Regions from separate parts of the Rattus norvegicus genome. Here region 1 is linked to region 2. Evidence: chromatin contacts called from public Hi-C data. All regions are on one chromosome and are shown on one strand. The core of a region is the stretch at or near the end of the contact, and the rest is flanking DNA. Distances in the headings are between cores, read along the strand shown.

Region 1 (5,563 bases), core at 1,695-4,194, 180 kb after region 2:
TTTAACAGGTGTGTGTGAGGTTATCAACTCTGAAAGCTATAAGGTCTAAATCAGATAAATATGATGAAGACAGCATAAACCCCTGCAAAGCAATTACAACTCGAACCATAAACCCAAGTAGAAGACACAGTGAGAATAGCACTAAGGACTTTCCCTTTGTCTGTGAAAGGAAACCACCTAGTAGGAGTGGACATACCCTTTAGTTTTCTCCTTTTCTTTATCACTTGCTACCACAGTTACTAGTTTATAGCTTTAATGCTAGAGGGGAGGAATCACAAAGGCGGAAAACTACCCCAGAGCACAGTAGGAAGCCTGAACTACAGAACTGGATCAAGTTTTTTGTTTTTTTTTTTCAAACAGCAAATAAAGGCAGTGATCTGAAAAAACTAATCAGATCCTGCTGCGATATCTATACCCTCTTGGTTGCCAGTATTGGGTAATGTTAAGCACATTAAAACATATGTAGGTGAAAAGGGCCCCAGTGTGGCATTTTTAGATCTAGGCCTGCCTAGTCCACTGCCCACTGCAGGACAAATAAGAACAGCTGACCCTTATGAGCTCTGTTTGGGTCATTGCAAAAGACTTATATGACAGAAACAAAACAAAGTAACACAAGGAAAAGGAGCCAGTGCAGCTTTTGGTGTCCCAGGATTTGTCAATGCAAAGGGTGAATCTGTCATTTGACCATCAGGCCTTGTACACACTCTGAGGCAGGAAAGGGCTACAAATGTGCCAGAGGCTGTGCTTAGAGCAAGTCTCTTAGCCATGACTTTCTGTCACCTTTCCCCTAATGTGTTCCTTTCTTTGTAATATATGAGCACTTGTGATTCCGACCGCAGTATCACGGAGATCATTCTATCAAAATCCCCCAACTGTGCCCGAAAGTTACAAGATAAAACTTTAGCCAAAATTTGTTATTTCTCAAGGTATCAAAAAAAAAATGAACTAACCAGCCAAATAAAAGTTAACTTATATATATAGCTTAAAAAAACATGAACTGGGTACTAATAGCCATGTCTGAGCTTTTCTGTTAGGAAGGCCTGAGATCTTCCACACCTGAAACTATTTTTCTGAGTGTTATCTGAAACCTTGAACCTCAACACTGAGAGTACTGACTATAAGAACTAAATACAAATTACTGCACAGTATCCGTTAAAGAAAGTCACAGGATCAACTGTATGCCAAGAGCTGATGCCACTTTTTATATGGTGATTCTAGAGCGTTCTCCAGAGATATACATTCTCCTGCGTTCCTTTGCCCAGTGAAGACCAGGAAGAGGGGGCAGAGCACGAGAACTTCAGCATTAGCTTATGTTTGGATCTGGCCCTGAACAGAATCCAACCAAAAGTATAATAAAGTCAATCTATATTTACCATCAACTGTGAGGAGAAGTATGAGCTGTAGTCAGAACCTTCCAGTAAGGTAAATCATCAAATAGAAATGATTTTGTATTAGACGGAGCTCACAATCTAACAATACTGACATGGCTGGCAACATGCAGAGGCCGGGTGTAGTCGCGCCCGCCCGCCCGTCACCTCAGCACCCGGGATGTGCAGGTGGGAGAACCCCAAACTGGAGGCAGCTGGGCCTACGAAGACTGCACCTCACAGCAAAGGAAGCAAACAGCAGAATGAGCGCGAATTCATTACAATTCAGACGGAAGGAAACCAAAGGAGACGGCCCGCTGGAACAGTGCAGAGCTCAGGCTCCACGCATGCTCTGCTCCCACGCTGGGACAGTGCAGAGCTCAGGCTCCACACATGCTCTGCTCCCACGCTGGGACAGTGCAGAGCTCAGGCTCCACGCATGCTCTGCTCCCACTTCTTCAGAGAAATAGTTGGCAGTTCTCACTGTTAAGTTAAACATGGTTGGCGGATAGGGAAGTAGGTCAAAATAATCAAGACACATCTTCCTGTCAAGCCATAAAAAACAAAACAAAACAAAACCAGTATTGGTCTGAAATGTAAATGAATAAAATGAATAAAAAAATCAGTACTGTTTTATAATAAAAGCATCTTTCCAAATCCATACCAAGAATGAAATATCAAAAATCTTTAGTGTAAGACTTATTTGCTCCTAAAAGCACCCCAATATACCAACAGGAAATGAGAGTAGACAGAACAAGGGAGTGAGAAGTAGGTGCGGGGGTTGCCACTGTGACCCTGGCACTCGGAACGGAAGATGCTGAGTTCCAGGCTGACCTGGGCTTTGGAATGAGATGGTGTTTCAAAAAACAGGCTCACAGCACAATAAAAAAAAAAAAAAAAAAACCGACGTGCATTTTTAAAATCTTTATTCACAGGAAAAAACTAAAGAAAAATAAATTTTATAAAAAGCTTGCCGACTCACACTGGCTAATTTTATGTCAACCTGATACAGGCCACAGAGAAGTCTGTGAGAGGGGACCTCTTCTGAGAAAACGCCTTCATAAGATCAGGCTGTGGGCAAGCCTGTGGAGCATTTTCTTAATTAATGATTGATGTGCGTGATGTGGGAGGGGCCCAGAGCATTGTGGGTGGTGCCATCCCCGGACTAGTGCTTCCTGATTCTGAAGGAAAGCAGGCTGAGCAAGTCATGGAGCAAGGCAGTAGTCAGCAGCACCCCTTGGCCTCTGCATCAGCTTCTGCCTCCAAGTTCCTTCCTGGTTTGAGTTCTTACTTTGGCTTCCTTCAGTGGTCCTTGGCTTGTATTACATTAACCAAACAAACCCTTTCCTCCTCAAATTGCTTTGGTCATGCTGTTTCATCACACGGACAGTAACCCTAAGACAAGGATCCAAAAAAAAAAAAAGAACCCAACTTTTAAAGCTTCTGGAAGGCCAAAGACCAGGCCAGAACTCAGGGTTTGGCCTCTCAGGTGTCTGGAATGCTTCCATCTGTGCCTCTGGGAGGGCTATTCAAACTCCTGACACAGTCTTACACTGCAGTTTTGGGTCACACGCTCACCTTTCACCCAAATAGTGTGGCCAGAGGTATGTGGGGCTGTAATTGGCCGATCTCTCAGTTCCAGAGTGGGATGAAGGTTATCTGATGAGATGATGTTACCAGAAGCAGAAGGGAAGAAAATGGTAGGTCATAACATTAAATCAAAAGATAGTCCACGTTTCAGGTAAATGTTCATGTTTATAAAGTAAAACGATGCATGCAAAAATGTTCATCTTGGAAAACACAACACAGGTCTGTGTTCACATCTGAGCTGTGTGGTAGTTCTTGCCTGGTTAAGGAACTCTTTCCTGCTGCAATTCATGCATTCTAGAAACTACTCACTCTCTGTCAACTTCTCAATTAAATCCTGGTTATTTTCTCTTCTCAACTTTGTTCTCCTCCTGGATATGAATAACCTCTAGGCAGGCAAAGAATGTCCTCCTCTCAGGCTTAGGAGACTTGTCTCTTAATTTATCTCCTTAATCACCCCGAGGTGTCTTCCTGACACAGTCATTCCTAATGACATCATTCTCAGGCTAAACAGATAAACAGCTTCAGATCTGGAGTTGCTAATTGCTGTACTCCTTGTTTCACTTGTAGCAAAGACAGAGGTGCAGAAGTTAAGAGATCTGCCTGAAGTGATCTCATCCTGCTCACACCTGCCATTCTACGTCAATTCCAAGGCTCACTTTCCCATAAGATGTTCTTAATGCCTAGAGATCCCAACTCCTTTATACTTCTATAACGTGATAGTCTAAACCACACTTATTTATGAACCAGATGAGCTTCTTGGGAGAAGACTTACTTTCTCTTCAGCTACTCCTTTGTACAAATGATTTAGCATGCAGCAATGTGCTTAAACCTGAAGATCCTTTAGCAAAAATGCAACCTCCCTCTCTCTCTCTCTCTCTCTCTCTCTCTCTCTCTCTCTCACACACACACACACACACACACACACACACACACACACACATCCTTGCCAATTTGAATATAAAAATGCTACCCTGTTAAAAAGGGTCTATCTTATGTGACAGAGTGACGAGCATTTCAAAGTAGAGTTTCTGGTGTGGCTAATACTCAAGGAAGCCCAAGAGTCCAAGTCCTGCATGCTCCTTTGGATTCATAGTTATGCAGCCCTCAGTGGGGTAATACTTGCTGCCTCTGTCTTTTTCCTGGAGTGTAACTTACTTGATCAGTAAGTCTAGGAGGAAGTCTTGTAAAGACAAGTCCAGCTTCTTAAGCTGCACATAGGACTGTTATGCTTTTGTGTTAATTAATCCCACATGGTAAACAAATTAAAGCAGGCTAAAAAGAAAAATCCTAACTATATCATAATAAAGGAGTTTCCATCATTAGATCAGCCTTCCAGGTCTAACAAATGATGTCTACACAGCTATCACTCACACTATCTGAAAACCCACTAGGGTCTTAGAAAGTATCTTTCACAGACAGTGGGAAAGGACTGTATTTCCTGCGGGAAGAAATGGTTCAGTATTCTCTAATGAATTGTTTGTGGGAACTTTATATGACAAAGCAACAATGAACCATAAGAATCCATTGTAATTTTGCTCCTTCTTGAAAATTCTTCCAGACCTATGAATGTTTAATACTAGCTCTACTCTAAACTGAGTATGTCCTAGATGTCTTGCACTGGGATAGTGCAAGTGTCAAAGGGTATCCTCTTCTCTTACATCATGGAGTGTATACAGAGGGTCAGGCAGAGGAAGTGACAAGGAACTGAACTAAGGTCAGAGAAACCAGAGTGTTAAAGGGCAATGCTTCTCAAAACTTGACACTGCATTTGAATCGGACAAAAATCTTCAAGATTCTGATTTACGAAGTCAACATTTCAACATACTCATGAAGGTCCTGAGTCTCCAGGTTGTAGGTCATAGAAAGAATTTGGCCTTTACTCTGAGGTGGAAATTCTGTAGGAGGGTTTTAGTGTGAGTTTTGATAGCTATGGCCCCAGTCCCATATATTATCTTATAAACATGGGCTTCCTTCTGTACTCCATGCTCACTATCTTTATTTCTGTACCCAGCCATAAATGACAAGTGTAGGTTATATCAGGCTGGGTGCACTCTATGTACAAGTCCTCTGCTGCTGTACTTTCCGGTTTCCACATTCACATCCTGGCCATGGTTCTATGTACAATCTTCCAGATATGTGTTGGTTGTCTTGACAAAATTTTCAGCAAAAATGCTGTTGAGAACTTGCTGAGGACCCTGCAGCCCTTCTGTAAGAGCCCCCACTGAAGACACTGAGTCTCGTGGTGTTGAGCAGTGTAATCCACGACACTGAGCCCACTGAAGTCTCCTCACTCTTTCAACAGAGCCCTTTATGGGTCATACATTTCTCAAGAAACTGAAAATACTTTGCTGTTTTGTTTTTCCTGCTGTGAATACTGAAGTATAAGGGACTATTTCTTTCACTCATATTTTCTGACCAGCTATTGTTAATGTCTTAGAAAATACTTGTTAGATATGAAACTTTAGTGAACTACAACTCAGCTTGTCCTTCAGTATTCATCTGAGACTCTGGAGTCTTCCAGATATATATACACGGGTATGTGTGTGTGAATGTGTATGTATATATTGCAATATAAAAGAATCAGAGTGCTTTTCCTAACCAACCTT
Region 2 (5,874 bases), core at 3,175-5,674:
TGTGAAAATAAGACTGTAAAGTGAATAACTAGGCTCACAAAATGTTGGAAAAAACTAAAAACCTATTTTTTAATTTTTTTGAGTACTAAATAGATCATTAGTAAATACAAAATTTCAACTAGAGTAATAAAGTCATTTGGAAAGATGGTAATAATTAAATAAAAAACAAACAAACATGTACCAGTCATCAGAAAAAGCTGTGGCCATTTGGGATGTCACAGAGAAATAAATGATCCAAGGTCAGTCATAAAGATTTATCTTGTATTAGCCAGTATAGAATAGGTGCTTGGAACCTAGCATGACTTGTTTACACACAACTATGGCTTAAAAAAACAAACTGATGACTAGTGAGAAGGATGTTGTTACAATGACACCTTTTCAGGTTCTATAAAAATACCAGGTAAAATCTGTTATGTAGAGATGACCTCTGAACTTTTATGTCCACTGATGCCCAACACACCTTGTACGCCCAACCACATACTCCAGAGCAGAGCAGGCCATATACTACCATCTCAAATACTGTGCCAACAGCAGAAAGGCTCTTCTGGAGAACCACGTAGCACAGTTTCTCATTAACTGCTACCACTGGCCATAGGCCTTTTCTGCAAGGCACCGTATGTCTGGATAGTTACAGACAGTGATTTTAGGGTCAAAATCAAAAGTATATCTCAGCACATTCCTGGGTGACTCAAGATCCCTGAACCCTGCAGAGTCCTTGGTCTTCACATCAAAAATTCACATTGCTTTGATGCTGCATAACCCTGAAGATAATGTTTTGTCATCTGTCTTTCTGTAAAAACAAACAAAACAAAAAGCCAGAAGAGTTCTGTATGCTCTGTCTTCCTCTCTTCTCCCCATAGTCCCTCCTCATGTCATTTCAACTTTCATGTTATCACAAAAATTGATTTATAATAGTCAAAGTCAAAATTAACTTCCACCTGGCTAAATATCATGGTCTGTTTCCAGTTTTTGTCCCCCTTGCTTTCTCAGTACCACTTATCATGTCACCAGCAAATGCCACACTTCCTCCCACAGTGTGAACTGACGTCACTCAGAGTTCCGCTCTTATCTTGGTCACCCCTTAATCTGTCTCATGGGTTTCCTTCGCTCCCCCAACTCTAATAAACATTAGGGTATTCCATGATGAATCCTCAAACTTCCATTCTCTCTGTTTATTAAAGAAATCTCAGATCAGCTGCTGGATAAAAACATATCTACAGATCTGTATGTTGCTAAACCATACATTTTTTCTCTCCAGGTCAGGCCAATAGTCTAAACTCCACCTCTGATGTCCCAATGCCGACTTAGCGACTCCATGTAGAGACCAACCTATACTTCAATTCTGGGGTGTGTGTGTGTGTGTGTGTGTGTGTGTGTGTGTGTGTGTGTGTAGTAATTCCAATGTGTGCATCTGTTTGTACATGTAAGTACATGTGTGTGTGGAGCCCAATGTCAGGTACCTTCATCAATTGCCAAGTGCTTTTGAACCTCAATTTTTGAAACAGGATCTCCCACTGAACCTTGTACTTGCTGGTCAGCCTCGATTGTCTTTTCAGCAAGCCCCTGGGATTATGGCTCCTGAGTGCTGGAATTACACTGCACTGTATGTTTTGGAGATCCAAACTTGGTTTTGTTTGCTTACTTTTCCTTTGGGTTTTTCTGTCTTGGTTAGTGCTTGTCGTCATCGTCGTCGTCGTCGTCGTCGTCGTCGTCGTCGTCATTGAAATGTTGTTTTTGCTAGGAATTGAGCTCAGGGTCTCCCACATGCACACACCCTTCCACTTAGCTAAACATCACTCCAGTGCTCCAGTTGTTCTTAGGCCAAATTTAGTGGTCACAGTAGGAATTCTATGGCGATTTTATTTATTTTATATTTATGAATACACTGCCACTGTCTTCGGACACACCAGAAAAGCGCATGGGATCCTATTATAGACGATTGTATGCCACCATGTGGAGGCTGGAAACTGAACTCAGGCTCTCTAGAAGAGAGCAACCAGTGCTCTTAACCGCTGAGCCATTTCTATTTTTTACACCACACATTATCAATTCATTAGTACTGCAGGGTTTTTGGGCTTTTGGGTTCCCGCTTGTGGTTTAATAATAGCATGGAGACATCTATATAGCTCCAGTCTGTTGGCCTTTTTGCTAGGGCAGTCTCTGCTGGCTTCTGACTTAACCCGACTTCTCTGCCATTGTGTCCCTCCATGTGGCTCTCACTGCTCTACCTCCCTGCTCCATTCTTTTTTTTAAACATACATTTATTTATTTTTTTATTTTTTATTTTTTTATTTTTTTATTTATCATGTATACATCATATAGCTTTCTGCCTGCATGTATGCAACTACAGGCCAGAAGAGAGCACCAGACCTGATTATAGGTGGTTGTGAGCCACCATGTGGTTGCTGGGATTTGAACTCAGGACCTCTGGAAGAGCAGTCAGTGCTCTTAACCACTGGGCCATCTCTCCAGCCCCTCCCTGCTCCATTCTTGTCCATGTTTCTGTCTCTCTGTGTCTGTCCCTCTTGCCCTTCTGCCGAAGCTCCAGTCACCAGCTCTTTAATTATGCAAAAAGCCATACTCCTTACTCACCCAGTTGACACTGGGGGTTTTGTGACCTTCCTCAGCAATTTGCCTTTTTGAGGGGCAGGTGAAGAAACCACAGACATTTACACATCCTGCCAGTCGGGTGCTGTCAGCCTGGTGACTAACAGTTGAAATCACAGGACACAGTTTTTCATAGCCAGTAAATGCAATATTTGTGGGTCATCCCAGCACATCAGTAAACCTTCTCAGTTCCACCCTCTCTCTACCTCTCTGTCTGTTACCACCCTGGCCAACATGCTTGTCTGATATAGCGGGATTTTATTTTATCTCCCTGCTTCTGGGATGTCTCCTCCCATGTACTTGTCCTAAAGCTACAGACTAAAATTTACGTTTTAAAAATTCACACTTATTTTATTTGTTTGTGTAAGAGTCTGGAGGTGCATGCATGGAGGTCAGAGATCAACCCCATGGAGTCTATCTGTGGGTCTTGGGAATTGAACTCAGGACAGTTAGTCCTATCAGTTTCTCAACAAACAGCAGCTAGAATAACCATGTAAAAATTACTAAGGCATATCCCATCACTCTTGCTAGATATAGTCAATGATTTCCCATCTCACTAAGGACAAAGCTAAAGTCGGGTGCTCTGAGGGCCTCCACCATCTGCTTCCCTCCATCCTCATATCCTGGCTAGCTGTTCTACTCCCCATCCCCTCCGACCCCCCATGAGAAGGCACTTATCAGCCTTCTCTCTCATGTTTGTTTTGTTCCCATAGCAACCCTTCCTACCCCAGAATTTATTGATTCTTATATTGTATTCCCAACGTTTAAGTCAGCATTGTGTCACTGTCCCTTCAGTAAGTATTGCCCAGGACTTGAGTCTAAGCAAAGTGAAGTGGACAAAACTCACTCCAAGTGTTTGAGGTTTACATATACCCTCTTGGACCAGAGTCCTTACGGAAGGTAGAAAAGAAGAGTGTAGTTCTATGAATGATGTATTTACCTAGAAGGTTTTGCAGAAACACAAAGTTTGCTTATTAAAAATAGCAATCGGGGCCTAAGAGACTGCAGCACTTGCCCACATGAAAGTGAAAGAAGAGTTCCAACTCCACAAAGTTGTCGTCTGGCAGCTACATGTGCCATGGCGGTTGTGTCCCCAAGTAACAATGATGATGTTAAGAAGAACAAGCAATTGAGAATCAGTGACACGGATGTGAGGTGCTATCTTCTGATAGCGCCTCCTTGCCCAGGTAATGAAGTAATGCGTCCATGAGGTACAATAGTAAGGTCTTGCAACTCTGTCTAAGAATGAGCACAGTTTGAAAGAGGAAACATGAAGACTACATACTATATTTGCATCATATCATCCCCATCCCCATTAACATGTTGAAATCCTACCTGATCCCAAGTCAAAGACAGGAAGGAGGGGTCACCCTCTTTGGAAGATGATTACTATGGGTTAAGTGGTCAGATGTCTGTGAATTGGATTAGTGACCAGTGAAGACCCTCCGGAGATCCTCTAGTCAACCTTCCTAACCATAAAATTATTTTCATTGCTTCTTCATAACCATAACTTTGCTACTTTTATTAATCATAATATAAATATCTGCATTTTCCAATGGTCTTAGGTAACCCTTGTGAAAGGGTGATTCAGCCCCTAGGGGTCGACACCCACAGTTTGAAACCTCTACAAGTCCCTCGGCCACAGGACGCACCGTAACAAAGTGTCATCTGAGAGGCAGCTGACCCTAACATCACACCACATCTGTCGAGATCCTGGCCTTGGATTTGCCGGCCTCTGCATCTTGGAAGGGAATCTCTCAAGCAGCCAGTAGGTTGTAAACAGATCCAAGTGAGGGCAGTGCTGGCCCCTTCAGCCCGCTAGGTGGAGCCCGAGGAAACAGAAAACAGTCACTGGTAGCTTGCAAAATTGGAGATTCCAAGGCCAGCCCAGAAGGGCACCTGCCAGCAGCCTCCTCAGTGGGTTGGAGTAAGGGGAGGCAGAGAGCCTGAAGTGAACTCAGAACAGAGTAAACAGCAGGGCACAGTAACTCCAGGTACAAAGAATAACAAACCCGGTTAGCCTGGAGCTGGGTGTATGTTATTGTGAAAGCACAAAACTTTGAACCGTAGAAAATGAGGGGCTGAAGGTGCATTGGGAGACTCTCTGGATTAGAAGTAAAAGATTAATAGCTCTATTGAAATTAAGCCTATTAGCTGACAGGATGGCTCAGGGGGTAATGGCACTTGCTACCAAGGTTGGATGTCCTGCATTCGATTCCCAGGACACAAAAACAGACTCCATGGGGTTGCTCTCTGACCTCCATGCATGCACCTCCAGACTCTCACACAAACAAATAAAATAGGTGTGAATTTTTAAAACGTAACGTTTTAGGCTGTAGCTTTAGGACAAGTACATGGGAGGAAAGAGAAAAGTTATTAAGGAGGATGTTTGCAATTCCCCCAACTAACTGCAGATGACCACTGACACATGGGAGTATAGTTCTGCATAATTTGATCATTATGATGCTTAAAAACTTAAGGATTAAATGTGTTGGGTTATATTTCACAGATACGCCTTTTGACCACTTTAAAACATGCCATGTATCTCATTATGAGAAAAGTCTCAGACAGAGATAGGTGACTTGCAAATGAAAGAGTGAGAACTGCTTATGGCTGTGCACCAGCCCCTTACTGTAAGTTCCCACTGCAGCCAAGCGCCATCTGCCCTGTTACCTTTCCGACTGCTCTTGTGGACTTGACTGTGTAGAGATGCCCTTTTAGAGAGAGATGAGTAGACTTTACAGAGCAGATGTGTATAGCAGCCATGGTAGTACAATGTCTACAATGCAGTGCTTGGAAGGAAGGACTCAAGAGGCAGGGCAATCTTGGGTTCAAGGACTGCCTGGGCTACATAGTGAGACCCTGTCTCAGAAAATAACAGAAAGAAAGATGGTCATGATGCTTTTAGTGCATATGCAGCTGGCTGAGGAGACACTGAGGTTCCAGGTTCCCATCTCCTCTTTTTATCAGTCCAGAGTAGCAGAATGAAGATGGTAAGGCCTTGGGAACTTGAGAATACTGCTCAGCGGCTCAGGGAGCTCCCTAAGTCTGTGCTTACAGGAGATGTCTTAGTCTATACAGGCTACTATAACACAGGATCTTAGCTGCATAATTTACAAATAATAAAGATTTGTTGCTTACAGTCCCAGGGCTTAGAGATGCTATTGTAAATGCACCGGTAGATTGGATGTTTCATAGGTCATCCAAACATTGGTGTTTTCTTCTCTCTTTTCTTAGTGGTAGGAATCATAATCAGGGCCTTGTGAA

The links. Hi-C and Micro-C count contacts between places; a contact is called where the count stands out from the background.
Region 1: a contact with region 2 is called in a Hi-C map of kidney, with 3 times the contacts expected there. The contact joins two enhancer-like sites. A contact is called at or near these places in 2 of 12 Hi-C or Micro-C datasets (the Rat2 cell line and kidney).

What each region holds. Positions count from the first base shown.
Region 1 is chr8:61,385,532-61,391,094 of GRCr8, forward strand. All of the region lies in intron 1 of Zc3h12c (zinc finger CCCH type containing 12C), which reads right to left. Among named protein-coding and RNA genes, the nearest start is that of Zc3h12c, 12 kb to the right of the region's middle. Within about 2 kb of position 2,945, at least 28 of the 93 cell types and tissues checked have an H3K27ac peak or open chromatin away from gene starts, as enhancers often do. A contact at or near this core is called in kidney, where this site is marked.
Region 2 is chr8:61,208,872-61,214,745 of GRCr8, forward strand. No RefSeq gene overlaps it. Among named protein-coding and RNA genes, the nearest start is that of Fdx1, 28 kb to the left of the region's middle. Within about 2 kb of position 4,425, at least 5 of the 93 cell types and tissues checked have an H3K27ac peak or open chromatin away from gene starts, as enhancers often do. A contact at or near this core is called in kidney, where this site is marked.